2 separate regions of the Mus musculus genome follow, and region 1 is linked to region 2. Evidence: chromatin contacts called from public HiChIP or PLAC-seq data. All regions are on one chromosome and are shown on one strand. The core of a region is the stretch at or near the end of the contact, and the rest is flanking DNA. Distances in the headings are between cores, read along the strand shown.

Region 1 (3,974 bases), core at 446-2,945, 240 kb before region 2:
GGGTCTACTCAAACCTAACTTTGGTACTGTTCCTGGTACTTTGTAACATTTACCCACTTTTGCTAGTTTGCCCAATAGATAACCTCTAGGGATGCCTCAGATGGGCAATACCCCAACCACTCTTGGCTTAGAAAACGCCCACTCACAATTCTGTTCTGACAGAGAATGTGGGATCTAGGTTTAAATCAGTGTGCCCAGAGCAGCCTGCACTTTTGACAGAGATAGAAAGGAAGTGATAAGCTCTTTACTACCACTTTAAAATTTTAATCCTTTTAATGGTGTGAAATTACAGTGTGATTTCTGAATTATGGAATTTACCATAAAGCTTTGTAATTGATTTGTACTTTCCAGCTTCCTAAATTAATAGTTGCACAGTGGGTGATAGTTTATATGCTATGTCGTAGCTGGCAAACTTCTTTCTGTTTGATAAGATTCCATCTGATCCTCAAAGTATATTTCTTTATTGTTTCCCTTTTGAACAACTTAATTAAATTGTAAAATATTTCTCTTTTAGGGCTTTTGCTTCAGGCATTCTAAAATGTAGAAATAGCTAGTTTGTAACTATCTCAACAAAGAGAGCTGGGCATAGGGACTATCCCACCCTGCCTGCTGTCTTGTCATTAGAGTTTGTATATGGCATTTTAGGATCTTCTTCCTGCACACATGTTCCATTGTGGACAGTCTGCAAACACTTGACTAGAGAAGCTCAAAGCCATGAAAAAAGAAAAATACAAATCTGAGAAACTGTTACAGCCAAAGGATCCTAAAGTCATAAATAAATCTATTGCTATGTCTCGGGTCAATGCTTACAACAGAAAAAGCAAGTGGGGAAGTCAGGCCCGGAGCTACAGAAAACAGAGCTGAGTACACTGTGGGCTTCATTCATAATTATGTATCAGTACTGGTTCCTGAATCTTTACAAACATAACTGAAGAATGTAAGATGCTAATGGGGAAAGTGCCTGCTCGGTACATGGAAATACCTTCTCAGTTTTTCTTTAAACCTAAGATTATTTCAAATAATGTCTAATGTAAATTATATCTCATCATTTTTAGAAACTTAGAATTATGTGGAATTTTAAATATCTGTAACAAAAATAATTCACTGCTAGTTAAACTACAATTTATAAGAAACATTTTCTAGCTTTTGTGTCTAAGGCTGATCTTTTCATGTGTACATTTGTCCAATCTTGTCAGAAATGTCACTCTAAAATACTAGTATGTGTTTCTCTTTGTAAGTCAAACTTAGCCATGAAAAAAATGCTAGAAAAATAAGTCTGACTTCTTTTCTTCCTCTGTACTTTTCAGAACACATATCTTATAGATACTCAAATGTGTTTTCATTTTCTTCTGGTTACTAAAAAGACTACTCAAACTTTGTGTTCATAACTTTAAGTTACAGGAAACTGTTTTGAGGATCCATCAGTTAGTTACACACAAGGTTAGTGTGATTTGTTTTTAGATGTTTCAAATGAGTCACCTCAAAGTCATGGAGAGGTTACCACTTACCACATCTTCTGTTCTGATTAACTTTTTTTCTTGGGACTGCGTTGTAAATCAGTAGTAACTTATTAAAGTTAGTGGTTGTTTTCAATGTTTCAGTATTACTTCACTTATTAGCCAGGGTGCTCCCTGTCCTTGGGACTGCGTTGGAAATCAGTAATAACTTATTAAAGTTAGTGCTTGTTCTCTGTTTCAGCACCATTTGGCTCAGGGTGCAACCTGTCAACTGTCTTGCAGTCATCTAGTGCAGTTCCAATGCATAAGGCCTTTGGCTGTAATAGACGAATTGAAAATAACCAATTAGAACAAAACAGTCCTCACTCTGCTGTAAGTTAATATTGTGGCCTCTCTGACCGTTGAACCTAATTTCATAATATAGCCATAAAATGTTATTTAACCTTTAAAATAGTTAAGAGATAGCTTTTTGAAAGTATTCTGTAGAAACAAAGTAGTTTTGAAGGCGAGAGAGCTTGGCTCTGCCTTTGTGTGCTACAATCTCTTCTTTGGTAGTTTTTTTCTCTGTGTCTGTAACATAAAAAATACTTTAAAAATGTAAGCTCTACACTTGCATCTAAGACTAAGCAACCTGTGTTGTGTCATGACCCTGCTAATACCACAGACCTTCTGTAATACTACTCCCAGAGAGAACCCACATCCTATGTATAACCTTAGATTTATTTTGAAATCTTTATGAAGAGAACATGGGGGAGATTACTAATTGTTTCTGTTATTTCCTTTAGGGTTGTATATTTATTTATAACAAGTGTTTTTAATTTTAGCCAACAGGACTAAAATAACAAGGTCTATTAAGTAATTATTTCAAATTCTAGAAGTAATATATAATTTTTTTCTTTTTTTAAAATTAGATATTTTTTTATTTACATTTCAAATGCTATCCCCTTTCCTAGTTTCCCTTCTGAAAACCCACTATCCCTTCCTCTCTCCCCCTGCTCACCAACCCACCCACTCCTGCTTTCTGGCCCTGTCAGTTCCCTATACTGGGACATATAACTTTCACAGGACCAAGGTCCTCTTCCTATAAAAATTTAAAAACCATGTTTTAGGTGAAAATTTTGCTTGTATGTCAGGTATCTGAAGAAAACTCAGGAAGGGGAGAGCCAGTGGACTCAGTAGCCAGCACATATATGTAATCTGGAAAGCAAACGTCAGAGTGGCCAGCACATCGTGCACTGTAGAATGCATGCTGACATGATGCTAGTAAACTGCTGCAAGTGTGCACACTGAAGACCTCATTCTCCTTTGAGACATGGTCTTGTATAGCCCAGGCTGGCTTTGGATTCAAAATCCTTATGTCTTGGCTTGAGTGCTGAATTCAGGCATGTGCCACCATGGCTATCTCTGAACATTTGTAAACCTATTTTATTAATCACTGCTTACATTTTCTTTCTATTTTAGATTTATTTTGTGTTCTTTTTGATTTTTTGTTTACTTTATTGCATGTGGGTGTGAATGTGGGTATGTGTACACCACAGTATGCTGCACATAGAGAACATGGAGCAACTTTGTGGACTCATTACTTCCCTCTTTTAGCGCAAAGTCAGGCTTTCCTACTTTTATTTGCTGAGCCATCTTGCCAGCCTTCTTGATGCATAGCTATAAAATTACTTTGAACAAAATGTTTTTATTTTGTTTTGATGGTGTGTATTTATGCATATATATAATATATATTTTAGTGTTAGAAATTGTACCAAGTTATGATTTTTTAAAAGATTTGTTGCTATGAGTACACTGTAGCGGTCTTCAGACACCCCAGAGGAGGGCCTGTACATATAAAAAAGGGGTATGGTACATGTGGGGACAGTCATTTCCAGCATAGCGACAGCTCCAGGGTGGTGATGTGATACTTAGACATCTTTTTTTTTTTTTAAGATTTTTTTTTAAAAAGAATTATTTATTTTATGTGTGTGAGTACATTTCTTCAGACACACCAGTAGAGGGTGTCAGATCTCATTACAGATGGTTGTGAGCCACCATGTGGTTGCTGGGAATTGAACTCAGGACCTTTGGAAGAGCAGTCAGTGCTCTTAACTGCTGAGCCATCTCCAACCCCAAGTTACGATGTTTTTAACAATTGATAATCTTTCCCATCAATAGAATAGTTAGTCTTTGGTATTCTCTGGATTCATACATATCTTTTAGAAAGAATAAATAGTTACAAGACATTAAATGGAAAAGAGCAAATTTGAAACAGTATTTTACTATTTAGTGTGTTAAAAGTATATTATTGGGGCCGGTGAGATGGCTCAGTGGGTAAGGGCACCCATCTGCTCTTCTGAAGGTCCAGAGTTCAAATCCCAGCAACCACATGGTGGCTCACAACCATCTGTAACGAGATCTGACTCCCTCTTCTGGTGTGTCTGAAGACAGCTACAGTGTACTTACATGTAATAAATAAATAAATCTTAAAAAAAAGAAGACTGTATGTTTAAAAAAAAAGTATATTATTATGGC
Region 2 (4,043 bases), core at 823-3,322:
TCCAAGAGGATTTGATGCCTCTGGTCTCCTTGGACACCAGCATTCACATTACACAGGTGTACACACACACACACACACACACACACACACACACACGTCACATCATATGCAAAACTGAAAATAATAAATTTTTTAAAGAATTGTTATTTTATGTGTATGGTTATTTTGCCTGTATGTATGATTATGCATCACATGTGTGCCTAGTGCCCATAGAGGCCAGAAGAGTGTGTTAGACCTCCTGGAACTGGAGTTAACAGACAGTTGTGAGCTGCCATGTAAGTATTGGGAATTGAACCCAAGTCCTCTGGAAAAACAGCCAGTGCTCTTAATTTCTGAGCCATATGGCCAGCCCCCAAATAAATCTTTAACATAATAAATAAAAATTTCCATTACAAAATACTTAGTTTATTAAAAATCTTATCCTCTCTAAGAAACCAACACTTTAATGAAATGAGACTTATTCAGAATTTGCCTTACTCTACTGAACACTTAGCACATTTTCTCAACAAGACTGTTTAGAGGTGTATTTCATTTCACCAAATAATGTCAACTAGATTTACATTCTATGTGTTACCTAATACAGAAGTAGTTCAAAGCTAAATTTAGAAAGCAACCAATGCAAATGAGAGTCACTCTGTGTGATGGACAGTCAGTGTCTCCCAAGATAGTTTCACTCCACTTATGAACAGCTCTGATAATTAGCAAGTTCTTCCTGCTGAGTTGAAACCTACTGCTCCATAATTTCCTCATTTATTGCATGAATGAGTGAATGACAAACCAGCTCTCTGAGAGCAAAGACATTTTCTGGTATACCTACTCTAGCCCTTGACACATAGTGAATAAAGTAAATTCATCTTCGGGGCTGGAGAGATGGCTCAGTGGTTAAGAACACTGACTACTCTTCCGAAGGTCCTGAGTTCAAATCCCAGCAACCACATGGTGGCTCACAACCATCCTTACTACCATCTGACGCCCTCTTATGGTGCATCTGAAGACAGCTGCAGTGTACTTAGATATAGTAATAAATAAATTTAAAAAAAAAAAGTAAATTCATCTTTCCACCCTAATGGCAGTTACTTGATCTTGCACCCACAAACGAATACCCGAGTATAGACTGGAGTGTGTATATCAGTAATTCATACATTTGTTTAACTCTTCATACCCTTATTCTTAGGTTTTAAAACCAATTGTGTGAGAGATAATTTTGAGCACTGACAAGCGGAAAAAGAATTGGGGTCGGTAATTTCCCAAAGGAGTACTGTTGAGGATTAGAAATCAGAAAACTAGGGCTAAGAAAGCAACCTAACCTCAGGATTTCTACGGGAAAAAGTAGGCTAGCAGTCAGGGACTCCTTCAGTCCCAACAACTTAACTAACTTTAGCCAAACCTCCTGGCCTCGAGTTGCGGCCTTCCTCTTCTGAAGATGAATGGCCGTCGACTCATAGGGCAAGAGGATGATGGGGCTTCAATTCCCAGCACCACATGGTCTCCTTGGACACCGAACATGCACGTGTACACAGACATACATGAAGGCAGAAGACCCACAAACAAAAACTAAAAAACCAAGGAAACGCACGACTGCTGTTCCTGTTTTGTCCAAGCCGGAGAATGTTCCTACGCTTAACTATGTTTAGGGTTGCAGAGTGATTTCCGGAAAATCACCTTCACCGTCCCTGCTCGTGTGACCCACGTGATCTTCACGTTGTGTCCTATTCCCTATTCTTTAAGTAAAGAATGGTGGATAAAGTAATAAAGCTTAAGTTCACAGGGCTCACGGCAGGCCCGAGGTGCAGGCGGCTCTACAATCCCACAGGGCACACTGACCACTTTCCCTGTCAGGGCCTCTCAAGGGCAGGAAGGCGCCTCCCTCAGGCCACCGGGCCCTGAGGTAAAGATGGCATCTCAAGTCAGAGGAAACACCACACCGGGAGAAACAAACTGGGGAGACAGGCTTGCGGCACCACCCGCAGGCTGCAAACACACCTGACTGCCAGGTCCCTGCTGCACTTCGCTCCTCCCTAGCGCCCGGTGGACTGGGCTTCCCGAGGGCCGCCCTTGCCGCAGTGCATGCTGGACTTTGGCTTTTGCGCAGCCGCAGACCCAGCTCTGACTAAAGACTGCTGTTAACCAAGAAGGTTGTGCGGGAGGGGGGTTCATTGACTAAGGAAAGGAAAGCAGGGCGTGAGGACTCTTGCCTTCAGTTGCAGCAGAGGCAGGTAGATCTCTGTGAACTTGTAGCCTTAGATTAGTAGCAACAACAACAACAAAAATCCAAGTGACACTGCTGTTTATCCAAATTGTGAACTTAGATTCTCTATAATGGCTCTGTATGTAAAATATATAGACTGTAATAGATCTAAACGAAGCTTAACACATTTTTCAATTTCTGGTGTTCAGAGTAATAAAGAGTTTCAAAAGGGGGTGGGGAGTACGTTTTAGATTAGATTAATATTCTAGGGGCTGGAGAGACAGCTTGGTGGTTAAAAGCTTGTATTGCTCTTCCAGGTGATCTGACTTCAATTCCCAGGGCCTGTGTCTGGTGGCTGAGGCACCTATAACTACAGCTCCAGTGATCCAACACCTCTAATCCAATGGGCACCCACAAACACAGCACAAACTCTCTGTCTCTCTCTGTCTCTGTCTCTCTCTCTCTCTCACACACACACACACACACACAATTTAAAAATAATATTCTAACTGCAGAATAGTCTATGCCTGTGTCTTACTTTATCAAATATATTCCTGAACAAAAGGGCTCTAGGAAAAACCTTCTGACATACTCTGAAAGATTATTTTTTGCAAAAGGTAACCATTTCAGAAGGTTGGCATTTCATGTACCTAGTATTAAAATTAACTACAGTCTTTTGTGTTCCTGTTGAACAATGTGTTAAAGAAAGACAGGATGGATGTGAAAAGTGAGAGACTGTTACAGTCACACCTTGGTTTCTCACCATATCAGCAGGGTAAGCTTGGCATTACCAAAAGAACTTAGAAGGCGTCTGATGCAAGATAAGGCTCATAGCAGGGGGAGGGGCACCCAATATTAAGCAACAGAGCCTTGTTAAGAGTTTGAGAGGTCCCCTATCCAGTAATGATATGATTCTCGATCCAGAGACTTTGCAGGATTGAGAGTAGAGTCTCCAATTCTGAGAGTGCAAAGCAGAGTATTTAATAAGAAGGGTGTTTACCAGAATGAGGGAGAGAAAAGATAATTTTATTGTGAACTTTGTGCTAAGCACGATGCCATAGACTTCATACACAGTACTTCATAAGGCTTCTCCATAAATTCTGTAAGGTGCATGCTTTTCTAATTTTAAAATAAGAAAACTGAGATTTAGATTCAGTTATCTGGGTAAAAGAGAAGAGCTTGTGAACAAAGAGTTGAGATTCAAATCTAAGAGTGTCAGAGATCTAGGACATGTCCTAATTCTACAAGCTCCCTTTCCACATACAAATCCTGACAAAATCTGGAAAACATGGTAACAGAACACAATGACCACTCAATAGGCTGACCTGCTATTATTTTGTCCAAGCGCACTCTTAATGTTACCTGGAAAGTGTACAGTATCTGGCAGGTCCTCTTACTGCCATATGCTAGACAACTGTTTCTTGTGATTTAAATATCTGTGTGTCCACCTCCCTCCCAGATCATAGATTGAAAGCAAACGTGGTTACATTAAGAGGAAGGGTCTTTGGTAGTAATTAGGTCTTGAGGCCTCCTCTCTCACAAAATGGAATTAATGTTCTTAGAAAAGCTCAGGGAAGAATGTTCTCTGATTCTGCCATGTGAAGTCAGAACTAAGAGGTGTCATTCTGGGGTTGGAGAGATGCCTTGTGATTAAGAGCCCTTACTGCTCTTACAGAGGACCTGGGTTCAGTTCCCTGCACCCATGTGGCAGCTCTCAGCCTGTCATAACACAACTCCAATTCCAGGATATCTGACACCCTCGCTGAATTCCAAGGGCACTGGACATAAAATTTAGTACACATTCATACATGCAGGCAAAGCACATTCAACATAAAAATGAGTTAGTTAAGAAAAA

The links. HiChIP or PLAC-seq counts read pairs in DNA pulled down with a chosen protein or histone mark.
Region 1: a contact with region 2 is called in a BATF HiChIP or PLAC-seq map of CD8 T cells, with 21 read pairs. The contact joins the enhancer-like site here to the promoter of 1700028K03Rik in region 2. A contact is called at or near these places in 1 of 39 promoter capture datasets (macrophages), 1 of 15 datasets of contacts at CTCF or cohesin (large pre-B cells), 3 of 484 Hi-C or Micro-C datasets (B cells, the HPC-7 cell line and Th1 cells) and 1 of 115 datasets of contacts at active chromatin or transcription factors (CD8 T cells).

What each region holds. Positions count from the first base shown.
Region 1 is chr5:107,775,127-107,779,100 of GRCm38.p6, reverse strand. The region is part of intron 18 of Evi5 (ecotropic viral integration site 5); the gene reads left to right. Among named protein-coding and RNA genes, the nearest start is that of Gm42147, 36 kb to the right of the region's middle. Within about 2 kb of position 1,695, at least 26 of the 459 cell types and tissues checked have an H3K27ac peak or open chromatin away from gene starts, as enhancers often do. A contact at or near this core is called in CD8 T cells and Th1 cells, where this site is marked.
Region 2 is chr5:107,532,749-107,536,791 of GRCm38.p6, reverse strand. It overlaps 1700028K03Rik (RIKEN cDNA 1700028K03 gene), which reads right to left and starts at 2,072. Exons shown (of 6, transcript NM_182745.3): 1 at 1,984-2,072.